Regions from separate parts of the Gossypium hirsutum genome. Here region 2 is linked to region 1. A link is a contact called in public Hi-C data. All regions are on one chromosome and are shown on one strand. Each heading gives the region's core, a stretch centred on a gene start, on an enhancer-like site or on the middle of the called end of the contact. The rest is flanking DNA. Distances are from core to core; before and after follow the strand shown.

Region 1 (5,580 bases), core at 266-2,765:
TGCAAATGGAAAACAAAGAAATTGAGAGAGTAATTTTGAATGAAAAGAGCTGATATTTTTCATTCATACTTTTAGAAGGCATAATGCCAATACATATAAGAGATTACAACAGCAAAACAAACAAGTTATCACCTAATAACTTACCTAACACCACTAATTTGCCTAGTAACTTGGTAAACTTGTTTGAATACATAAACAGCTACCTAAACTTGTCATTCATCACTTAGTTACATCAAAATGCAGCTACCAACTAAGTTTGATCCTAACTAAATACAAAACATTCAATTAAGGAAACTAAATGGATAGCTTCAGCTTGCTGCACCAATTTTGCTGTTGAAGCACGTTCCTTGCATGGCCACCTTTGCTGCTACATGGGAGCTGACTTCAACAACGTTAATAGTGTGTGAGTTATATTAATATCAACATTATTGTTGATATGAATTTGAGCTCCATTTAATCATTAAATTCTTTTGGGGAATAACAAAAAAAAATTGGTATGATATAAAAATTTTAAAAAAATAATCTTTTTAAAATTATATAATATTTAATATGTCAAATTTTAGATGTTACCATATTTTTAACAGTTAAAATAAGTTTGTGAAGTTTTTGTTTTTATTTCCAAAAAATTATTTCTCATCTTTTTTAGATTTTAAATTCAATTGTTAATGGTTAATTACATTAAAATTTTTCTCTTAACTTCTTTGTTGTTATATTTTGAAATAAAAAAAATTATATTACATATAAATTTGAATTTAATAAAATATTTTAATAAAATTAATATTTACAAATTGAAAAAATAAATGACCTAACGGATTAAATTTCAAATGTAGTGATAGTATATAGATTTAAATAATATTTGAACTTACTTTTAATATTACATATAAATTGTACAAATACAAAATGAGTATTAAAGCTAAAACATCTTAGGAATTCTTATTAAAAACTTACAAAAGAAAATTAAAATTGTATCCGTACGAGATTAAAGGACAGCGGTCGATTCATCCCTAATTAATAATTAAATCCTAAGAAGAGTTAATAATGAAAGCCTACAATTCGTACATTTACCTGATATTTAGTTATACTTCCACGTCGCCCATGTGGCCACGTGGCTTAATCGTAAAGCGAATAATTCTCCACCGTCATCAACCAAAATATTTTCCATCCAATGAAAATTTAAGAAAGCTGGCGTGGAAGAAATGGAGCAAGTGCAGAAGTGTCAGAAGGAAAAATGGCCAGGCACGTGACCTACCGACACATCGACACGTTGTAGCTTTAAATTTCTTTCAGTTAGCGACGGTTAATTGAGGCAAGTGGGAAGGCCCTGGTTAGAAACTAATTAAATGAATGAAGAAAAACAGAGAGGTTAATTTGCCACTATATATATATATATATATAAAAAAGTTTAATTTGACTTCACGGAGTTAGCCGATGGCGAAGATCCAATCTAACTTTGTTTTATTTATTTATTTTATTTTATTTGTCGTTGTATCTCCCTATATAAAGACTACGTTATCTGTGTTTTTTTAATACACTCCATATTTCTTTTTCTTTCTTTCTTTCTCATCTTCATTCCCCTTCATTTTCATATAATCCAAACAGCAAAAATTGAACACACAGAGAGAAATTATCAGAGATGGGGATTTCTAAGAGATTGCTCTCTTCGTTTGCTTTGCTTGTAACGTTTATTTTGTTTTTCGTTTGTGTCAAGGCCTCAGCAGAGAAAACAGAGCTGAATTCAAGGTACATTTTCCCGGGAAACAATCAGCTCGTCTTCCAGTGCTCTCCCCCTCTGTTTCATTTAGCTTCTCCAGTCAAGGAAAACATTAAACGTACTTTTTCTCAATGCAACTGGTTTTTGTTTTCTTCTGATTTTTGTGGTGCTTGTAATGGCAGGCTCAGTGAAGAAAACAAGTTGCAGGGCTTGAAAAACTCATCAATGGAAGAGGGGTGAGTTAGATTGGATCAACTAACTCCTACCAGCCTCTTTTGGCTCTGAAAAATAAATACTAAAAGGCCCTTTTGATTTTATTATAATTATTTTTGCATTGCATGCATTACTTGGTTTTTGCTTTTCATTGTTTCGTTTTAATGCATTTTGGGGTTGACCAAGTTTCTTTATTGGAACAGGTTGGAGGATGAGCAATGGATAAATGAGCACTCAGTCGACAATCCAGAGGAAATTGCTTCAATGGTGCATATGTGAGTTTCCCCACATATATTTCTAACTTAACTTTCATTCTAGTTTTGCATTAAGATGAACAAATTCATGAATATTTTTATTTCATTCCTGAGAAAATAATCTATAGCATAAACATTGCATTAAATGTTTGAAATTTGAGAAGAGGATTGATTGATTCACATGGATCCCCTCACACTTGCCCTAATATGTGTTGTGTCTGACAGGTCTTTTTCCCACTGTCTGTTGTTTCTCTTTCTTACATGAGTAGTCAAAAATGTGTTTCATTCTATAGAATTCAGTCAAAACTAAGTAAAGGATGGGTCAAATCTTCACACGTACACGTCCATATCTAATTTTCGTTTTAAGTTGCTGTCAATGAAACTTAGAAGTGTTAACCACTAATTTCAACCTTACTGTAAATTTTAGTTTCTCTTACATTTTATCATTCTCCAAGGTCAAATCTTCAGTTCACACCTATTTCATGTTGGATTTTCCCTATCTTTCATTAAAAAAAAAAGGGACCTTAAAGGGAAAAACAAAATTAATAATGCAGGAAGCAACCTAGTTGTTAATGACAGTTTGTCTTTTGCTCCACAGCATTTACTTTATAACTTATACAGTGGTAGTAAGTAGTACTATGAATTCCATGCAGTAAAAAGGCATAAAATCTCTAATTGTTAAAATGATTCCTTTTAGTATAATTTTAATAAAAAGTTTTTATAATAATTGTTAAAATTTTATCTTAGAAAAATAATAACATGAAGTAAACTTTATATATATGGTGAAGGCAGACAAAGAAATTTGTAAAGACAGATCTGTCTTAATTTTGATGCATGGTAAATAAAAACATGGGGAATCAAGTTCCACACTGACGTAGCTGCATATAACTGACAAAACTAGTTGAATTCATAGACACCGCCACCATCGTATTTAATTTTAATGTTTTTAATTGCCTTTATTGTTTTTTTCGCACCGACGGAAAACATAGAAACAGGAGCAGGCAGGAACTGGTTTCCTCCTTATCATTTACTACTATTTTCCTTAAGTAGCAAAATCTAGTTTAGAAAATAATATTATATCGAATTTTCCGTATGGACCGTATGTACATCTCCCACGAAATGTCACATGGCCAACTCAACTCAACAGATTCATTCACATTATTTTGTCCATCATCATTTAATCCTATTCCAATTTCCACATGCTTAATTAACTCACTTCATTTAATTAATCTAGCAACATATATGATGATGTTATGGTAATCGTGCAGGAGCATAAGAAATAGCACAAAGAGGAGGAAATTGGGATATTTCTCATGTGGAACAGGGAATCCGGTTGATGATTGCTGGCGATGTGATCTGCATTGGTATCTCAGGCGAAAGAACCTTGCCAACTGTGGCATTGGCTTTGGACGCAACGCCATTGGTGGTCGTGATGGGAGGTACTATGTGGTGACTGACCCTAGGGATGACGACCCTGTGAACCCCAAACCAGGCACCCTCCGCCATGCTGTTATCCAGGACCGCCCACTTTGGATCGTGTTCAAGCGTGACATGGTCATCAGGTTGAAGCAGGAGCTTATAATGAACAGTTTTAAGACCATCGATGGTCGTGGTGCCAATGTGCATATCGCTAATGGGGCCTGCATCACCATCCAGTATGTCACTAATATTATCATCCATGGAATCCACATTCATGATTGTAAGCCCACCGGCAACGCCATGGTTCGAAGCTCCCCATCTCATTACGGGTGGAGGACCATGGCTGATGGGGATGGCATTTCCATCTTTGGGGCAAGCCATATTTGGGTTGACCATAATTCACTCTCTAACTGTGCTGATGGACTCATTGATGCTATAATGGGTTCCACTGCAATTACCATCTCAAACAACTACTTCACCCACCACAACGAGGTCAGAATATTCACATCGGTTTATCAATATTGAACTAAATTTATGTTTTTAAACGACTAAACTAATTCGTCCAAGTACTTCGATGATAGGTTATGTTGTTGGGACATAGTGATTCTTACGTAAGAGACAAGCAGATGCAAGTGACCGTTGCTTATAACCATTTCGGTGAGGGTCTTATCCAAAGAATGCCAAGGTAAAAAAAAAAATAAAAAAGCATCCTTAAATTTGGTCGCTACTGTAATTTCTCTTTTTTAACCTTGACTCAACCATCTTTGCCAAATGTTGCAGGTGTAGACATGGATATTTTCATGTAGTGAACAACGACTACACCCACTGGGAGATGTATGCCATTGGTGGAAGTGCAAACCCCACCATTAACAGCCAGGGCAACCGATACCTTGCCCCTTTCAACCGCTTTGCTAAAGAGGTTACAAAGAGAGTGGAGAGATCGAAGAGTAAATGGAGACATTGGAATTGGAGGTCAGAAGGAGACATGTTTTTAAATGGAGCATATTTCACTCCATCAGGAGCAGGAGCAGCAGCCAGCTACGCTAAGGCCTCTAGCTTAGCAGCCAAATCGTCTTCCTTAGTTGGCACCATTACTTCAAATGCAGGCGCCCTGTCTTGTCGCCGTGGTTTCATGTGTTAGTTCTTTGCTACTCCTCCGTACAGAAGATGGAAACAAAACTCATTTTCCTTTAGATAATATATATACCATTTTATATAGTAGTATTCTATTCCCTGAGTTTTCGGCCCTATATATTATTCTGATCAATCCCTTTTGACAAGTATACAAAAATTTGTAGAAATTGTCCTTATTTCGCTCCCTCATATACCAAAAACATTTCACTTGCCATAGAATGCCAATGATCGACCTTGGCCTCTCTCTAAGGTGCCATGAGGTGTTTACTTCTACATTGCTTCTCTTTAGTCCTTTAGATTATTTTTAAGCATTTGGGTCATTGTATTTCTTTTTCTTTGATTAATTAGTTAGCACATAAGTTGCACATGAAGGAAAAAAATCATGTTGTGACTTGTGAGTATTGCTTTTAAGGACATTGTCTTGCATGTAAACTATAATGGTTCACATTGCTTGCATTAGAGGATTAAGCTTCAATCCTCTTTCAATCTATTGAAAAGTAAAATTTACGTATCTTTCAATCATACTCTACATGTTCATTTATAGATAACTAATAACATGAACATAAATAAACCTGAAGGTTTAATTATTTGTTTAAAATTTTAAGAATCCACAATCAAATCAGAAATAATTTACTTCAAATCTTAATTTAAAAAGTTAAATTAATATCAACTAGCATTAATATCATTTTTCAAAAAGGTCTTCTTAAGGATATATTCCTACTGCTGCGGATTTATGTAAACCTCAAAGAAAAGGGCATAACTTAGGTCGGTTTAAAAATGAAAGAGAAAAACTCCAACTCTTGGTGATACTTTACTCCATAAAGATAATTCTTCTGCTAAGCTTCTCAA
Region 2 (5,331 bases), core at 1,945-4,444, 210 kb before region 1:
CTCTTTGGAAACAAGCATGTGGCTTCAGTGTTCCTGGCACATGAAGTAGTATCTCCCTGTCCAATTACTTTCCTATTGAAACCACAAGATTCAGCTATATCAGATGTGGTTTTTCCCAAGGTTTGCAGATGTTCTATGTTACTATTTATAGATAAGGATGAAGGAACCATCTTCTGAGAGACTTGTGAATCTTTTTCCTGAGTACCTACAGCAAAACCAGAAGTTTGGTTGCAGTCTGCATTAGACAATTTGTTGTTATATCCCATACTGCTATCAGGGGATTTCCCCTCATAAAGTTTTCCACCTTGATGCAAAAATGGATCACTTATATAAGACCTGTTCCAGGTGTCCAAGCTTGCAGTATATTCTTCATAATTGTCCAGCCTCACAAAACTGAATTTACTCAAATCAATTTTAGCTGTTTGCCATTTTTCATTACTGTCACTGGTTCCCTTGTGAATAGGTTCATTCATGCCAGAAGGTTCAGGATTTGGAAAGCAGTTCTGCATATCCAGTTTTGATTTTGATGTAGATTCAGTGTCCAACAAGTAATTATCTGCACCACACTTCATAAGATCAATTTTATCATGCTGTTGCATCAACCTTTCCTGCATGGAATTTGAAAAAACAAGGGAAGGTGATGGGCTCTTTGAAAAATTTAAAGGGGAAGATGGGCTCATTCCTTCTTGTGAACAGTAAGCGGACCTCCCTCCACAGTCCTGCAGCTTTGAATCTGAAAATGCATGTGATATGCCTGGGTGAGAATCCAGGGAATCAACAGATCCTGACAACAGGCTTAATGGATTGCCAGCATTTGAGATGGGCTTTTCAGAAAGGAATGATCTTTCTTTGTGCATAAACCTTTCATGTGAAATTCCATTGTAATCACCATTGCTTTTGTTGAAAACTACAAAAAATATGGAATCTTTGCTGGGATCAGGGCTTAGTAGCTGATCTCCATAAGCTTGGCATGTGTGGTTGGCAGCAACCCTTATGCAAGGGTGACTATGATTCATCAAAGCAGGTGGAACCTGTAGGGCATCTTTATAATTAGGATTAATAGTGCTGCGGATCTCAGGATTCAAGTGTGCTGTATTGAAGGAATAGTTGTATTCAGAGCTGGCGTTATTAGAAATTGATTGTGCACAAACATTGCATTCCTCATGCTGGAAAGGTAGTGGAGAAATAGGAGTAGATGGGGATCTGGCTATATTTTGGATATCATGGAAAACCTGAGATGGATGCAATGCATTAAAACCACCCATAGTGTCCAAAGAGATTACTGAAGTTGGACACCATTTGGGGAAACTAGGGTTAGGATCCAAATTGGGTCCCAATTGACATCCTTCACTAGGTAAACAGAGCTCACCAGAGATTTTCCTAGGACTCGGATCTACTGTCCCATTGACAGCAGCCACATACTGGTAACCAGGATTGCTCTGGTGCATGGTCGTTGCCTCAAGGGAAGATGCATTTCCAGAGTCATCATAGGGAATCAAAAATATCCTCAGCTTTTTAGAACCTTCAAGCTTTTCAAGCCCATGGTATTCCTCTATCATATTCTTAAGGTCTTCATCAGAATAAGGGCATCAAGATCCTCACCTGGAAGTTGGTACTTGATTGAATGAGGTTGGCTGAAAAAATTTGAAGTTCTCCTCAGAAGCTGCTCCCAAGAAAGACAATTCTGAATGGAAATAATGTGCGTCTCTCCCCCAACATATCTGAGTTTACCATCACTTGGCCTAGGCAATATTTTTCCACTAAAGCTGCACAGAAGTTTCATTTTCCAAGATTGAGATCCATCAGTAGCTCCCTGCCCACTAAAGTTGTTGGAACTAGAAGAGTCACATGCATAAATGGCTGTAGTAGGTTGTCCAAAACCATTTGGATGGCTCCTATCACAATTCAGTTCACCATAAGCCTTCCTTGTCACTTGTCCAATTTCACCATCTTCCTTCTGGTATCTACCTATCTTTTCAACACAAGACCCGTGTTCACTCCCTCTAGAAGAACCATTCAGAGATGCAAAATCAGAAATGTCAGAAGCACACTTGGAATCCATTCTTTTCAACTGAATTCGGGCAAGATCCTGATACCCCATTTGGTGGTTCTGATCGAACCAAACTCTCTTCTCATGTGTCAGTGCTGCATCTGGTCTAGCAATGGCTCTTGTGCCAACACACTCCTGAACAAACCCCATGGAGAATTCCTCACCTGTCTGTACAGATATAGTCTTATTATTATTTACATTCTTCCCCACATAGGAACAGCATATGTATATTCTTGTTGTACTAATTGATCAGATGGGCCAGACGTTTTCCTGATCATGTTCCAAACAAGTTCCTAGGTTTGTTTACTTACATAACAACAATGTGTTAGCTCCTTGGACCACTCTTTTTCACTTCAATCCACCAATTAATAATGCATAATTAAGTCATTCATCGTATCAGCTAGCATTCAGAACCTCACGGTTAAAGTCTAGGATTCCCTGCACCTCAAACGCTAAACTTCAAAATCGACAGCAATACTTTCACAAATCACCAACATCTATCTTCTACTTGCAACCCAATTTCTCAATCAAATCCAACACATATGTATACGTGACAAAAAGAAAACCGCAAATTCGCAGATCCTTTTCACAAAAATTACGTACAAATTATTCACAAAATATCAGTTTCAATCCAATGCCAAAATTTAGTTACAAATCTAATCATAACAAATACCTTCCTCTTCTACAAATTCCAGACCGTTGATCCAAAGGAAGAATATAAGCAAACCTATCTCTAACTCGAAAAAAGAAAAAAGGAAAGGAAAAAAAAGCTCAAAATCACATTTCAAGACCGTCGCTGTACGACAAACCTAAAAAAATCAAACATAAAACAATAAATAAATAACCAGCGACGTTTTCGAACAACGGCTTATCGATAACAGAATTTAAAATATAAGCGAAACTTAAAAGAAAATGATGATACCTGGTAGCCAACCTCCTTTGTGAAATCAGTGGTTTGAGCTCCTGAGCTGACAATTATTGGCGATTATGATTTTTTTGATACGATATAGAGAGGGAAAAGAACGAAATGAGAAAAAAAAGAAAGAAGAAAGAAAGAGGGAAAGTGGAAATGGTGGAGAAGGGAGCGTGGCTTATGGCTGTAGCAAGTTACAATTTCGGGCATGCAAGAGCTGACATTGCAAACTCAAGTGTGGTGAGATTTAAAGAGTAAAAAAATTTGAACTGAAATGCAGCACAATTGTTTGGCAAGCACATAGTAAGTATTTCTCATTTCACTGTAACTTCAAATATTGGTTGGAGTTAAAAGGTCCAGTGGACTGATTTGAAAGTTAAAAAATAAGGGTCCAACTCTTTTTTTATTATTTATTTTATTTAATACACATAATATAAGTTTAATATGTCATTATTTAATATAATACAATTTTTAATAAATATATAATTTTTATTTATAAATTTAGTATAAATTCAATTTAATTTATATTTTATTATTTTATTTAAATATAATTTAAAAATATTTAAATTTTATTGTATATGATTTTAATATTTTAATTATCATTTTATAAAAAATATAATTTTAATTTATGTTTTATATTAAATAATATAACATAAATATATTGTCATTTCTAATCTAATGTCCTTAATAGTCGTTTTATATTCTCACTTCACCGCTACAGCTGCGTTTAAATCCAAACACACACCACATTATTGTTTCTAATATCATCGCTATAGTATCCAATCTCACCGTTACAGTAACTAATTTCACCGTCACCACTGTTTTTAACCTCACCGAAGGTAAACACACCATCCATCCAAACTAAGCCTAAGCAGCATCCATCGACAACCATCATTCAAATAATAAAAATCATGAAACAGATCATATGAATTATTAATTTTCAATTTTTAAGTTGTAACGATTTTCTTGCGTTTAGTTTTGTTATTTGGAGTTCAGAGTGTTTGCTTTTCCTTCTCAACTTTGAGCTGTTCTTTCATTTAAAAAGAAAATTGTTACAAGATGGCCAATTTGCCACTAAATTTAATTGTTCGAATTTGAAAGTTTTGGCCAATAAAATTTTAAAATTTTTATCCAAAATTATTTTACCAAACTTAAATTATACATAAATTTTAGTATAAAATGTATTTTTATACATTAATTTTAATTTTATGAAATTTTATATATACAATTTTGATTTGATATTATTGTTATAAACTATTAATATAATTATCAATATAGTATTATTTTATATTTATATATTACATATATAAATAATTATTGTTATTTAATATAAAAATAAATTAATATATTTATTTCTTTGAATGTTTATAATTAAATCAAAATTAAAATTTCATATATATACTTGATAAAAAGAAGTTTCATTTCATATAACAACAATCATCACAGACATAGCAACAATGACATATAGCCAAAGCCAATTACACCATGATCTCAAGCATAAACCGTCAAACCACATAAAAAAAAGGAAAAAAAGAAGGAATCATCACTAGTTATTTTGGTGTCAACCACTAATGAAAAAATTAATGCGTCTAATCTCGTTTATCGAGCCTTTATTTCCACTAAAGACCTTGCTTACAAGACAGTGAGAAAACAATGGAGCACAAGACTAGCCAAACATCCTCAATTGCCAGTCAAGAGACACCACACAACCACCTCAAAAAGATAAAAAATAGCCACTAGCAACACCCAACTCGGATCACCCACCAAATAGAGATTGAAGCAACAAACATTTTGATTTTGGAGAAAAACAATATACAAAGAAGCATTTGGGGTTTTTAGTGCTGCCACCCATCCATCATTTGTAGCTGCAGCAAAAACTCTCACATAAAGCGGAGGACATCTGCATTGAGAAATCCTACACCGAAATAGAGACAAGCAATTAAAGCTTAGACGAGCCCCAAAAGGAGTTATTAAAATGAGAGGAGGGCAAAAAAATAACGCAAGAAGAGGATGAGAAATGACCATCCACCAACTAGAGGTAACTGACAATGTTATTGATATAAAAATCAATTATTGCTTTAGTTAAAATGATAAAGTTAAAAGTTGGATATGCATATGTCCAAATTTATAATGAATAAGTTGGATATGCATATGTCCAAATTTAAATTTCATTATAGTATTATTTTATTAAAAATATGAAAAGATAAAAATAATCTCATATTAATATTAATTAATTTGTATATAAAATAACATTTTAATAATATTCCAATTGAATTGATATCCTTTAATTAAAGACACAATGACTTATTAAGCCCTCAAATTTTACAAAAAAATTATTTTATTCTTTTATTTAATTTTTTTTGATTTT

Evidence for each region. Hi-C and Micro-C count contacts between places; a contact is called where the count stands out from the background.
Region 2: a Hi-C map of leaf shows a contact between it and region 1, with 2.1 times the contacts expected there. The contact joins the enhancer-like site here to the promoter of LOC107955257 in region 1. A contact is called at or near these places in 2 of 34 Hi-C or Micro-C datasets (both in leaf).

What each region holds. Positions count from the first base shown.
Region 1 is chrA07:44,993,948-44,999,527 of Gossypium_hirsutum_v2.1, reverse strand. LOC107955257 (probable pectate lyase 20) reads left to right here and starts at 1,515. Exons shown (of 6, transcript XM_016890998.2): 1 at 1,515-1,740; 2 at 1,894-1,947; 3 at 2,128-2,199; 4 at 3,447-4,089; 5 at 4,179-4,282; 6 at 4,378-5,004. The coding sequence starts at 1,634. The coding sequence ends at 4,738.
Region 2 is chrA07:45,209,359-45,214,689 of Gossypium_hirsutum_v2.1, reverse strand. It overlaps the pseudogene LOC107955229. Among protein-coding and RNA genes, the nearest start is that of LOC121204217, 16 kb to the right of the region's middle. Within about 2 kb of position 3,194, at least 7 of the 9 cell types and tissues checked have an H3K27ac peak or open chromatin away from gene starts, as enhancers often do. A contact at or near this core is called in leaf, where this site is marked.